3 separate regions of the Gossypium hirsutum genome follow, and all the other regions are linked to region 3. A link is a contact called in public Hi-C data. All regions are on one chromosome and are shown on one strand. The core of a region is the stretch at or near the end of the contact, and the rest is flanking DNA. Distances in the headings are between cores, read along the strand shown.

Region 1 (4,725 bases), core at 333-2,832, 800 kb before region 3:
TTTCGTCCATGATTGTCTACTTGGATGATGAACTAAAACTTCTACATCATGTTTACCTTAAACAACATCATACATCGATCACGGCCAACTGTCAATACTCGTTCTTTCCTTAGGCAATCAAGGGTCAACACTTCACTTTCATGACCACATATTGTGTCAATGTAAGCTCGGTCTTCCATGTTCCAATACTTGATTGTTCGATCAAACGATCCAGAAAAAAGATCTGTAGTACCTTGCCTAAAACTTAAACATGACACAGGCTTTTGATGACCTGAGAATGCCTGTTGAGAACATATGAAAGGCCAAATTGAGAAAACTGTACACTTCATCATTGAAAAACAGGAATGGGTTAAGTTGGTGAGATTACATATTACTGACTAAACTAAAAACAGAAATATGTTGTCTTTTTCCTTCTACTTTTGGGCTTTTTCCAAAAATAAGGTATACAATATGTCAATATCATCTAGTATATCTGCTAAGTTTGATAAGTAAGGCGGAACTACCTGTAAATGCTCTCTTGTACGAATATCCCATAGATGAACATGGCGGTCTAAGCCTCCACTAGCCAAATACCGGCCATCTGAACTAACAGCCAAGGCTAATACACTTTTACTGTGCTTTTTAAGGCGACCCCTTGGATCCTTGGCCCCATGACTTTTAAGAATATCTTCACTAGGCCATTGGTACCTTTCTGTCTTCCCACTTTCTACATCCCACTGTAAAATAGTACCGTCTTTGGAAGCTGAGAAGCCCTTCAAGTCATCATCAGATAAAGCTACAGCAGTAACAGTGTGACGATGCTTCACCATGACTCTAAATCCATCAGCAGTTTCTGGCTTTTTAAGCCTGAGTTGAGTACATTCAACAATGTAAGCAATCTCTCAATAACAAAGCAAAAGTGCTCCTACGATATTCCAAAACTAGAACAGTGATTAGACGTTTTAAACATAGAAAAAAATTGTTTTTACCTGGAAGCAACGACTCTCTTAATCCTGCCACTCTCCTCAAGCTGTTCTTGCTGCAAAATCTTGGCCACAAGCGAATCCCTAGCCTCTTCTTCTTCCACTTCCTCGTCCCCATCCCTGCCCTCTTTCTCCTTCCTTGCTATTGCCCTCATCTTATCCAAAAGCTCCGTCGCCACTCTTTTCCGAATCTCACCAGGAGTCTCCTCAATCTCATTCTCATCCTCTCCGCCGTTTCCGTCAGAAGCCCCCTGAATCTCCGCCTCCTCTTCAGAACCACCTGACTCAATGTCATCATCCTCGTAGTCCATTTTCCGCCGCTTCTTACTCTCCGTCTCGAAAAAGGGATCATTTTTCAGCGAAAATTTCTTCCCTTTTGGGCATCCTTTTGTGGCCGACGTCCCCCGCTTCTTCTCATTCTTGCTCTTCATAGTTCAACAATCAGAGATGAAGAAACAGCTAAATAAATGAAGTGTTTCTTCAAAATGCAAAGGAGACGAGAACCGACGGGTTTAAGACTAGGGTTTTTCTATAAGAAAGCTGATATTATGTACTTATGTGATGCGATCTAAATACGGCTCGGGTCTCTGTTGCGATTAATAATAATAGATAGATAAATATAATTTATAGATAAATATAAAATTATATATATAGTTTTAATGTGAAATTTAATACAAGAAATTCAATTTGATGCAGTTATCTATATCCTGTTTCCATATATGGATTAGACTTTTAATTTTTAGTTTAATTGTATACATTTAAAGAAATAAATATATTTATTATTGATTAAGTCTTAGTTCAATTGATATTGACATTATTATCAATACTGAAATATATAAGTTCTAGTGCGTCAAAGCATATTTATTCTCTTATTAATATATTTGTTTTTGTTTGTAATATATGAACATAAATTAGTATTATGTCAATAATATTTTCATATATAAAATTCCACAAATTAAAAATTTAGATATAACATTGAACATTAAAATAAAGTTCATGGTAATTTTAATATTTATTCCTAATTATAATTATTTTTTATACAAAGCATAAAATTACCCATAATTATGGGTGTGGAAAAAAAATTCTAAACCGAAAAATCAAAGTGAATTGAACAAAAATATTGAATTTTTTCGGTTTTTTAATTTAACTGATTTTTATGTTCAGTATAATTTGTTTATTCGATTGATTTTCGATTTTGACATTTTAAATCAAATAACACGGATAAATCATAATCTATAAGGCCAAAAGCCCATAACCCAATTACATACCCAAACCTAAATTCAGACCTTAAACCTAAATACTTATTAAAACTTAATACTCGTAAAGGTACGTTTGATTCACTGTAATAGAATAAAGCTATAATTGAATAGAGCTCTAATGAATAGATTTGTAATTAATAATTCAATTGTTTGGTTGAATGGACTAAAATAGAACTGTAATAGTATTTTTTTTTTTGATTGAATAGAATAGATGTTGTAATAGTATAAGGAAAAAGACTTAAATGACCAAAGCACCCTTAGCAAAATTTTTTTATGTAGATAATTATTGTTGTTATTAAATTTTAATAAAATTATTGTTTAATATATTTTTATTAAAAATAATAATAAATAATTTTATCATATTTTAACATAATTATTATTACATATAATTTAATAAAATAATATACAATTTAATAACATTCTTAATATAATTATTATATTATATGAATTAAAAAATCATAATATATAATATTGTTAAAATAATATATAATCTATTTTATTGTTTTTAAACTGCATTACATATTTAATGTGCTAAAATATCATTAGTGAAACAAATAATTTAATTATTCTACAATAAAAAATAAAACATTAGAAGTAATAAATAACTTGAGAATTATATTTCATATCCAAATATAATATTCATATATTAACAAAATTTTCCATGATTTCATTAGCTTATATGTCATAATCCATATGTTAAATTCTATCATGTCATTATATCATCCAAATATTACAAACACAAAAACTTACCAAAATATCATCAATACAACCATGATTTTTAATGGTCAACAAGAAATCTTCTGACCCATTCCAATCGCACAGAAGAAGGTAAACTAAAGAAAATGAGCATTTGCGTTAGATGGTTTGGGATTTGCTCAACGCGCGATATCTTTCCCCTTCTTGTTGCTACCTTCAACCACTCCTTTAGCTAAAACATACAAATCATTCCATTATTTCAAGAGGATATACATTTAACACATTTAACCATTCCATTCCATTATTTCAAAAGGATACACATTTAACACACAAACCATAATAGTATACAACAACAGCAACCCTTACTATTAATAGCAATAATATATTTACAAAATATACATGTATGAACTAAAATTGAGTCAATGTTGAAAACACGATGCTAAAGAAGAGTAATTCTCGTAAGCATATAACCCTATTTTGAATTAAAAAAATTCAGGAAAGAATATCATGTCTAATCCACAAGGGAAACCAAATAAAATATAAATCCCAAATATTAAAAACATTTGCAAAAACAAATGATAGGTAGATAACGAAACATCTCAAAAACAAACAGTATATATTGATGCCAACCATTGGGCTAAAATTGACGTATTAATTCCATTAATGATGCACACAAAATAAACAAAGCCTCTTCAAGTCAAATGCTATCAATACAAATCATCAATGATTAAAAAAACCAACTCACATTGGCTGCAATCTCAGAGTCAAATCATACAAACAATTGACTATCAACTTATAAAAATTTCCTTTAATCATACAAACAAATATTTTTGTTTTGGTTAACATGTCATTCAAAAAATGGGAAAAAAACGACTTGAAAAGTGAGGTAAAAAGCAAAAGCTGGATTCTGGGAATGAATCATTGTTCTTATACTAGAAGTGGGTAAGCATCGATTTATCTTGTTTTAGTTCATAATTGATACTGCTTATTATAGAATAGAACTTTTTGGGGTTGATTCTTTTGTTTACCTTTTGTTTGTGGAAATGCTTTATATTCCATTTTAGGGATTGGTTTGCTTCATTGGAATCACCATCACCTGTTAGATTGTTTAGTTTTTAAATAGGTCAATCATTTAGATACGGAAAATAGTGAGGATGGGAAATTTGTTGATCCAAATGTTATCAAAACAAATCAGCAATGATTAAAAAAATCAGTCCACATTAACTACAGTCTCAAAATCAGATCATACAAACAATTGACTATCAAATGATTAAGATGGACTAAGATTCATGCTTGTGCTAAGCAAGAACTGCAAAAGCACAAAGCCTGGGTAAGTTTTTAAATGCAGAGATACTAGTTCAAAGAAATCCAAATAATAAAGCAGAAAGCTATAAATGTAATGAGTAACTTACTCTTCTTCACCAGAAGAATCAACAGATTCCATTGATGGTGTCTTTTTGGCCTATATGACAAAGCAAATGAAGATTCAAGTGAGTATGGTTTTCCTCTATCAACAGAAACTGTAAAAATAAGTAAAGCATCTCATTGCATTTTCGCATGAAACCAAAGCACATATACATCCACCAGCAATATAAGGTACAACATTCAGATGCACATATGCTTTACTAAGTAGCACAATAATAGTTTGTAGAAATAGGCTTGTTCTATTATATAGTCCAAATATAATGATTTAATTTAGTTGACTAACATTGAAAGAATTTTTTTGCTTACTTGCAGTAAACAACTTCATAAGAATTCAATTTACACCAATTTAATTAATTAAGCTTGGAAAGAAACGAATTGTAAGG
Region 2 (4,359 bases), core at 997-3,496, 530 kb after region 3:
AACTGTTTAAAACTAAAAAAAAAACATATTAGAACCTGATAATTAAGGGTGTCCACTACCTCAGGTGTGACCTGGTTTGAGTCGTGCTAGTCGCATTGGTTGTTCGAGCTTTGCCTTATTATTGTAATTCACCAAAAAAATATTATAAAAATATTAAAATTAATATAAACTCATAGAAATTATAAAAAACATAAGCTGGACCAGTTTGCTCAAATTCGACTATGGGGAAAGCCATTAAACCAATTGACATAGGAATCAATCGATCAAATCGATTTTTTATTTTTAAATTTTTTTTATCAAACTAAAATTTTATTCTCCAACTATTAGCATATGTCAGAATGAAATATTCTAACCAAGGTTTTTAGAATTGGATTGGTGGTTGAACTAGTAAAGCCACCAATTTGCTAGTTGGACTAAAACATTTAAAAATAAAAAAAAAAACTAGTTTAATGGTTTGGTTCCCAAGTCAAACGGTCTAATAGTTTTCTTTGAATCAATACCCTTGTTGATTTCGATCTAATCAGTCCAATTGATTGATCCGATTCAATTCAGGTTTTTATGATTTTATATAAATTTTAATACTTTTTATTCTTTTTATGATTTTATAGAATTTTAATACATTTTTATGAAATTTTAAATATGTTTTATTAATTTATAATTTATTAGATTTATTATATTTTTGATAGTATTTATTAATTTTTATAATTTTTAAAAGTTTAAATCAATTTTCATATATTTTTTAATTTTTATATTTTTTTGATATTTTTACTATTTTTATAATTTTTTTCTGATTTTTATAATTTTTTAATATTTTAATGGGAAAAATATTAGTTTTCAATATTTTAATGAGAAAAATATTAGATTAACCCAGAAGTTGCAGCATATCACCATTTGATTAGTTCATCAATTTATTTTAACGGTCAACGTGAACAATGACAGGAATTGTTAACGGATGGGCTTAATTGATTATTTTAGTTAATAGAAATGACTTAATTGAGTGCAAATTTACTGCATAAACTTAATTGATTTTTTTTTGCATATTTTAAGGACTATTTTTGACAAATTGTCTTCTTTCAAAAAACATAAGACCATCTTTTTAAGAAAAAAAACTCCCTTATAAGTAATATAATATTTAAAATTGAGTAAAATATTATTATAGTAACAATAAATTTTAATTTTAAAAATATTAAAATATTGATATTTAATATTATAATATTATTTTGATAATAGATTTCAATATTAATAATTATTTTAAATTTTAAATAGTATTGAAATATTTTTTTATTAATTTATTGTTATTAAATATATAAATGATAATTTCTAAATATTTAGTAATAATATTTTAATAGTATAAATGAATATTTGTTTTCATTTATCCTTTTGGCTCCGGTGTTTCACCATCCAACATCATACCTATAACTTCAAATTAAGTTAATATTAAATTTATAGGAGATAATATAGTTATTACTAGTTTGTCAAACGGTAATATTTCCATAATATTTTATAATTTATATTATGCATTTTTTATTTAAAAACTTTGAAAAATGATTTTTTAAAAAAACCAAATGATTACGTGAAATCATCCAAATATCATAAAAAATCAAAATTTTTCTATAAGCAATTTTCAGTCAAAGTTTAAGATTTTTTTACTTTTAGAATTTAGTCTTTATTTTTTTATTTTTAATAATTTAGTCTTTTTACTTTTTAAATTTTAAATTTTAGATTTAATTATTAATTTGTTAATTTTTTTTTAAATTTGTTGACACGATATTTTGAAAATTTAAAAGAAAGTCTCACTTCACGATTATGTAACAGAAAATAACATTTGCAATGAATCTGAATTTAATAGAAAATTTCATGGTATTAACAATTGAACATATATTTTTAAATTTGAAAAGCAGAGGGACTAAATTCATTGAAATGAAAATAAGAGGAATAAAGTTCAAATGTACAAAGAATACAAGGACTTGGAGCAGTTTTTAACCTTAATTAATATATTTTGAAGTTTAGTAGTAATTTTAGAATCTAAATCTGGTTGCAAGTAATCCATATATATAGAACACTAGAAAAGCACGTGAATGAATCAAAAAAAAAGTTTCTGGGCAAATATCACAATATTATAGCCAGCCGGGCGCACGAGGCAAAATAAATTTTTCCTTTTTCTGTTTTAATAAAAACCAATAGAAAAAGCTTGAACTTTACTGAGACTATAAAAATACGAAAAGGCTTGCGTGATAAGCTAACTCACTGTGCTCCTTTTCCTCAGTGCAACATTACAATGAAAAGACGTGGACGGTATTATCCAAAAAGCAAGAAGCAAAAAAAAGTGACAAAAGCGTAGAGAGGGTATTTTGGTAATTGTGTAGGATCTAGTGCTCCATTGCCTTAGCCTACGCTGGAAAAGGAGGAAAAAGGAGCTCAATTATTGGGTGGCTCAATTCGCCGTCCACACCGGGGTTTTTTCTACGCTGTGGGCGCCTCTCATCGTCTTCCTCTTGTAATGCGCTTCAGTCTCCACCAATGGTAGAGCGACACGGCTGCAAAAAGGGACCGGACATGGTCACGTGATTACTCACACATGATTTTTTTTTTTCACATTTACTTGGCTTTGCGGCTTTACCCTAAGACGAAAGCGACCTGACGGAGCTCTCAACTGAAAATCAACTAATTTACCTTCCTAAGTAATCTAGTTGGATAGTCACTGAAGAAGAAGAAGACAATTTTACTCAGAATCGAGAATTTTTTTTTTGAAAACTAGCAAAGGATGGCAGTTTTAACGATGGAAACGTTGCCTTTAGGGTTTAGGTTCAGGCCGACTGATGAGGAGCTCATCAATCATTACCTTAGATTGAAGATCAACGGTCGTCATTCCGAGGTTGGTGTCATTCCTGAAATCGATGTCTGCAAATGGGAGCCATGGGATTTGCCTGGTATTTCTTTTTTCTCTTTTTCTTTTGCGTAAGAAAGAAATTATTGGTTTAAGTATTGTTTTGATTCTTTGATACCTTAGCCTTAGCCAAAGCGTCAGCTGGAAATTTTGCTTTATTCGCTCAATATATGAAATTAATATACATTTTATTTCATAAATTCGATTCCTACAACTTGCAATTTGAGGTAAACTTACGGTTTTTTTTTTTTTTGAAATTCCTCTCTGCGAAAAAAAGTTTTTATGTTCCAAAATTAGTTAAATTCTGAATTTTTATTACTGGGATGGTTGAATTTAAGTACAGGACTGTCGGTGATAAAATCGGACGATCCAGAGTGGTTCTTCTTTTGCCCGCTTGATAGGAAGTACCCGAACAGCCATCGTTCCAACAGAGCTACGGATAAAGGATATTGGAAAGCAACGGGTAAGGATCGAACCATTAAGTCTAAAAAGTCACTGATTGGCATGAAGAAGACTTTGGTTTTTTACAAGGGCCGTGCTCCCAAGGGCCAGCGTACTTACTGGATCATGCATGAGTACCGTCCCACTACAAAGGACCTTGATGGCACCGCCCCTGGCCAGGTTTTCCTTCTTAATTTTTAGGCTTGCTGTTCTTAGTTAAGGGTTTGATTCAAATAAAAACAAGAATGTCTATATGACTTGGACCCTTTTTCTTGGTGCAGAGTGCTTTTGTTCAATGTCGATTGTTTCATAAACCGGAAGAGAAGAATGATATTGTGAAGTACGATGAGGTTGAGCAAACCGTATGTTCGGCTGCCATGACAAAATCTGCTCCTGATGATGATACATCATCGGATCTTGTCCAAGATACCATATCATCTGAGACACAAGCTCAGAATCCCGATACTTCCATGCCAAATGGTCAAATAACGGGTGACAGCTGCTGCAATAGTCATATGACTTCTGATGCAGAAGATCACGCAGCTGAAGAAACCTTGGTAGAAGTCAACAAGTTACCTATATTCTAGCATTGTTGCATGCATCATTGTTTTATATTGACTATACCATGACTCTTGACAAGAACTGTTTTTTTGCTTATTAACACAGAAATATCCGCTCTTGGGAAGCAATTCAGACTTGTATGAACCCAATTGTGATGAAATTGATTATAAAGTCTTCTCGCCAATGAACTCACAATTTTTTGAAGATCTGCCGCCCTACATGGATTCCCCTTATGCAAGCGACTTTGGCCATGATCAAAATGGATTCCATTTCCAGGATGGGACTAGCAAACAAGATATATCTTTCCCATTGTTGGATGAGGCCTTGAATAACCATGATAACTTTTCTGAAGAGTCTAACAGTTGGAAAAACTTGGTTGCTGGAACCGAAATGCCCTTGTCTGGTAATGCATTCATCTCGAAGGCAATGCCACCAGAAACCTCCTATGTCAAAGAAAATGGCATATACAC
Region 3 (4,818 bases), core at 1,742-4,241:
ATTTAGCCACTAAAATTTTTAGATTTTACAGTAGAGGTCGCCAAACCTATAGTCTCTTTCAATTAACCCCTAACTCTTTTCTTAATTTTGGACCTCTAATGAAAATCGGGTATGACAACTCTCTCACCCATAAATGTTATTTGAAAGCAACTAATTTTGACAGGTTGTAATGGCAAACAATGTTTTTTAAATCAAACCGGTGGTCGAATCGGTCAGGCCACCAATTCACTAGTCTGACCGATCCGATTAGTCCGATTAAAAAATTATTAAAAATTCAAAAAAAAATAAAAAATTTTAAAAATTCTGGTTCAATCCCCCCTTCAATCAGTTTTTTAGCCAATTCAACTGGTTCATACCGGTTCCTGATCTATCCAGTTCAAAGTCACTTTCCAAACCGATCTCCCAACTGGTTCCTAGTCCAACTAATCGGTTCGATTCAAACAACACTAGTTGCAACTAATGTACCGAACAAATTGGAAGGGGCTATATACCAAGTAAAATGCACGTACAGAACAACCTCTACTCTTTCTCATACCAATTTGGTCTGTACCCGAGACAAGTCAAGAAGTTTAAACTAAGTGCGATAAGAGACCATGCCAAGCTTTAAACTATGAGCAATAGGCCTATAATCATATCCTAATGGAAGATCTACACATTTGATCTCAAAAAGGAAGGAATAACAATGGATAAAACACCTAGAGCATAAAAAAATGTTTACCACCATAACATAAAATCAATCCTAATGGTGCAACCAAAGGATAAAGTTAGCAAGATAATGGACACCATTGTCTTTTTATGTCTTCACATCAACAATTGAGAGGGTGTACTCCATGCTCAAAACTTAATGAGAAACAATGTCATCATTACAATAAGATAGAAAACCATACTAATGACCTCCCTCTTCTTAAGTCCTTTCTTTCCAGTTTGACGATCTTATGATGTCCAAACCTTCTCAAGTGTCTTACTCACTAACTTCCCATCTCCATACACCCACATAATCACACACAAGCAAGCACTCTGTACGGTGCATCCATCAAATCTAATAGTCCTAAACAATTGCACAAGTCCACCAACTTGAGGGTATGAGAGAATCATTAACATGATATGGTTACTCCAAAAGGAAAATAAAACATGGCAAGGATGATTAACATTAGTGCATAAACATACACCAGAACAAGGAAACTAGTTTCTGAATTTTTTCCAATGTTGTACCTTTCTAGGCATTACATCACAAACCAAGAAAGCCTAATTTAAAAGCATGTAGTGACCCATAAAAGAGTAACAAAAAGTAGAGAGGTGCTAGGAGTATGAACACATTTTCCACATTTTCCAATATGATCTTTGCCACAAGTCACCATTTACATTGACATTAAAACATCTCTCAAGTTACTATAATCTCAAGATTACTGCACACTACAAATTCATTTTTCTTGAAAAAGTTCCATTTATACAAAACAAAACTAGAAAGTAAACATGCTTGCTTTTGGAAAACATTTGAAAAGAAAAAAAAAGATGGCATGCAATTACCATGGACGAATGTCACTTCCATTTGCTCGCAATATGTTCTCTCGCAAAGCCAAACCAGTGTTAAGGAACAACAACCATGCCTAATAGAGCATATACTCAGCATTAAACCAATAACAAAGGAACTGACTCTCAAACAAAAACCCTAAGGAATAATTCATAAAATACCTCGTACAACTGAACTGGAAATGCAGGCAAGCATCCTCCCCATATCCACGATCGTAAAATAAGCAAAATTAATGGAAAAAGAATAAACATTAAGGCAGTCCTATCCTGTTGAAGGGAGGTAGAATTTATTAAGAATATATAGTTAAATTTCAAATATCTTCTCTTTTAGCTTATAAAAAAATGATTCACGGATAGATCATGAATCAGAAAAACTTATACTACAACTTTCAGATGTCTAAATATACAATAGTAAGGGGTAACTAAATGCAAAAAAGAGGCTATATGTGAAATTGAGTTGATGCAATAGTGAAATTGAAGGGCATATTGGGATGCCAACAACAAGACAATCAAAGAATCGAATTTTAGAAAAGGAGAGTTATAGTGAAGTAATGCTTACTCTGTAGCTATTATATTCCTCCTTAGCTTTCAACTGGATCTCTTTGCGAGATGCACGAACACTGATTGGTCCCAGAAACATCCTTAGATACCAACCTGCCATTCCCCAATTTCCATTTCATTATTAATCAATTCATAACTCTAATACCAGGAAAATTAAATTACTAAAATTTTAAAAGAAAAAAGAAAGAAAGAAATTATTATACCCTGAGCATTGGCAGGAAGAAAACCAGCAGCGTCTCCATCGGTTATAATACATATCGCTGTCTGTAAATCCTCTTCCAGCTGTTTTCAGATCCAAATTTCAGGATTTGTTTCTTTTTCCAAATTTAAAAATGGAAAATGAAAAACGAAAAAAGAAGATGCAAAGTGGGGAGTTTACCTTGTCTGCAAGTTTGGGATCCAAAAGCTTCTGAGAGAGAACGGTAGTAATGGAGGAACGGAGGTGGCGAATAGAGGAATCGAGAGAATTCGCCTTTAGGCGAAGAGATTGCTCGTCGTTGGATATCATGGATATGAGGCCCGCGCCTGCTTCTTGCAACTCTCTGGCTTGCTCCATCACCTTCCCTACTTCTTCTTCCATTTCATTCGTCGATTCCTCCACATTCTCCATTTTCTACTCCTTGGGTTTTTCCTGATTATTCAAAAAAAAAAATTAAAATGAACGATGGTACCATGAAAGGGAAAGCAAATCAAAGGAAAAGGATTTCTGGTTCTTTTATTACGTGGACCGCGAGTAATTTGTCCCGCATTCCCACGCAACACCATTCAAATTATTATTATTATTATTTTAATTTTATTCGTCATTTTGTCCATTTATTTGAGAAAAATTTTAGCCTAAGAGGGTCCAAGTTGACTAGCAGGCAGCATTGGCAAGAACAACCTTGGCCTTTGTTGGCCTCAATGCCCACTACTAGCCAACGGTCTCTTTCGCCTTTTATTGAGTGAGCTTCATAACCCCACATGGGGGCAGGCAGAGCCCCTAAAGCAAAGGATTTTCATTTCAATGCTTGGCTATCACCCTCTAGCAACTACCTATTATCTGTTGCATGGCCATTGGCATTAGTTGGTCAGTTTGATGTTTAAGCTCAAGGGCTGGAAATCAACAATGGCCAATTCCGATGAATATAACTACAACAAAGGGGATTCCTTGGCCTTACGGGCTATTACAAGCTTCTGTACAAAGAGTTGCTGAAGAAAAACCAATTTGAAAGAACTTACAGAAGCTTTTGTTTAAGCTTTTCTTTCGAATGAACATTTTATTTTCTAAGATCACATTTCCAACAGTGCACCACAGTTCTTTGAATATGCGGTGGCTGCTGCTTTTGAAGAAGACAAACAGGTTTATCTTCTAATCCCTACCTTATCATCTCGCATTGCAATGTATATGATTGATCATTTAATTCAAAAACTGTAGGGGTAGGCTACAGAGAGCCTACTTTTCAATTACTGCAGACAGTGTACATATCTATTTAGCTTAAGACAATGGCAGTATCCGCTAGATTTGTAGTACAAAGAGAATCTGCTTAGTATTACAGTGCATCAATGAAATTATACCATCAATAATTTTAATCAAACCCACCCTTTTACCCTTATCTTGGGTGAAATTTCAGTGATTTTGACTGTTCCCAAGACGAAAAATTGTGACAAATGAAGTGCAGAAAAGAGAGATGATTGAAATCCCAGTTAGAGCTGTTTTTGAGTTGCTTCACCAGTCCAGTATGTTTTGACAGCAACAAGAATCTTCTCTGGATTGAAAGGTCCGCTTTCATGGTCAATTATCTGACTCTTCCATCTCATTCCATCTGTTATACTCTGGATCTTCACAAGCAGCTCCACTGTGTCCCTAAATATAACGGTCCCTTCCGGCCTCAGAATCCGATCCATATCCAGCAAGATGTAAGTGATGTCACACCTTCAATGAAAAATATATAACATCAGTTCAACCACAATTACGAATTACGTGCTCATGATTGAGAATACCACCTCTCATAACATTACCTGTTCTGGTATAAAGTAAACAAGCCACTAGCATGGATGAGATCATATGTTCTTGGATATGTTGAGAATGCCTCACACCAGTCCTGGTAGGTACCAATTAAACCTCGCTCATAAATAACTCCCAAAGTGTCATGGTTTGAATTTACAGGGACCACGTTCATGACCCAAACTGGATAATTTAACATAGCTGTTGCAAATCCCCCAATGTAAGCATTCATGTCCATAATATTCCGATATCGTCCAGTGGGAAGTGGACTAATGATTCGTTTGTAATGTGCTACTCTTTCCTTCCAAAGTTTATTATCCTCTTCGAATCTCTCAGCTGTGATGCCTGGTGTTGAGCCACTCCTAATTCTAGGAGGAACAGCGGATGCTCGCTCTGGCCATTTTTCCATTGCCCCACCAGCAACATCATCTGAGCTGCTTACTTCAGGAAGTGGAGTTACACAAGCTTCCAAATTCCGGTACCTTTTTAGCACAAATGACAAAAGGAAAATGAGACCACAGTGGACAATATGAATAACAGAGTATGTATCAAGGAGGAAACAAGAACATGAAGGACACCAATGAGAGTACCAAGCTGTGTCTGGATCATCTGACTCGCACATGTGCGGTGCTTTCAAGAGCTTCTTACTTCTGAGACACTCAACATGGTTAATGGGCTTTTGCCAAACCGATAGATCATTCTTTTCAATCACTTTCTTCCAGCATAGGCTTTTGGCAACATCT

What was found. Hi-C and Micro-C count contacts between places; a contact is called where the count stands out from the background.
Region 1: a Hi-C map of leaf shows a contact between it and region 3, with 3 times the contacts expected there. The contact joins the promoter of LOC107951320 here to the promoter of LOC107951386 in region 3. A contact is called at or near these places in 3 of 34 Hi-C or Micro-C datasets (all in leaf).
Region 2: a contact with region 3 is called in a Hi-C map of hypocotyl, with 4 times the contacts expected there. The contact joins the promoter of LOC107951298 here to the promoter of LOC107951386 in region 3. A contact is called at or near these places in 5 of 34 Hi-C or Micro-C datasets (hypocotyl, leaf and petal).

What each region holds. Positions count from the first base shown.
Region 1 is chrA02:40,777,743-40,782,467 of Gossypium_hirsutum_v2.1, forward strand. LOC107951320 (U3 snoRNP-associated protein-like EMB2271) reads right to left here and starts at 1,583. Exons shown (of 7, transcript XM_016886322.2): 1 at 969-1,583; 2 at 504-846; 3 at 57-281. The coding sequence starts at 1,393. LOC107951321 (a long non-coding RNA gene) reads right to left here. Exons shown (of 3, transcript XR_001698397.2): 2 at 4,330-4,379; 3 at 2,805-3,149.
Region 2 is chrA02:42,110,091-42,114,449 of Gossypium_hirsutum_v2.1, forward strand. It overlaps LOC107951298 (protein NTM1-like 9), which reads left to right and starts at 2,247. Exons shown (of 6, transcript XM_016886298.2): 1 at 2,247-2,930; 2 at 3,226-3,508; 3 at 3,610-3,885; 4 at 3,995-4,359. The coding sequence starts at 2,908.
Region 3 is chrA02:41,576,045-41,580,862 of Gossypium_hirsutum_v2.1, forward strand. It overlaps LOC107951386 (transmembrane protein 120 homolog), which reads right to left and starts at 2,992. Exons shown (of 11, transcript XM_016886433.2): 1 at 2,814-2,992; 2 at 2,471-2,722; 3 at 2,295-2,373; 4 at 2,090-2,184; 5 at 1,693-1,797; 6 at 1,528-1,607. The coding sequence starts at 2,701. LOC107951385 (probable methyltransferase PMT18) reads right to left here. Exons shown (of 7, transcript XM_016886427.2): 5 at 4,666-4,818; 6 at 4,090-4,557; 7 at 3,487-4,003. The coding sequence ends at 3,775.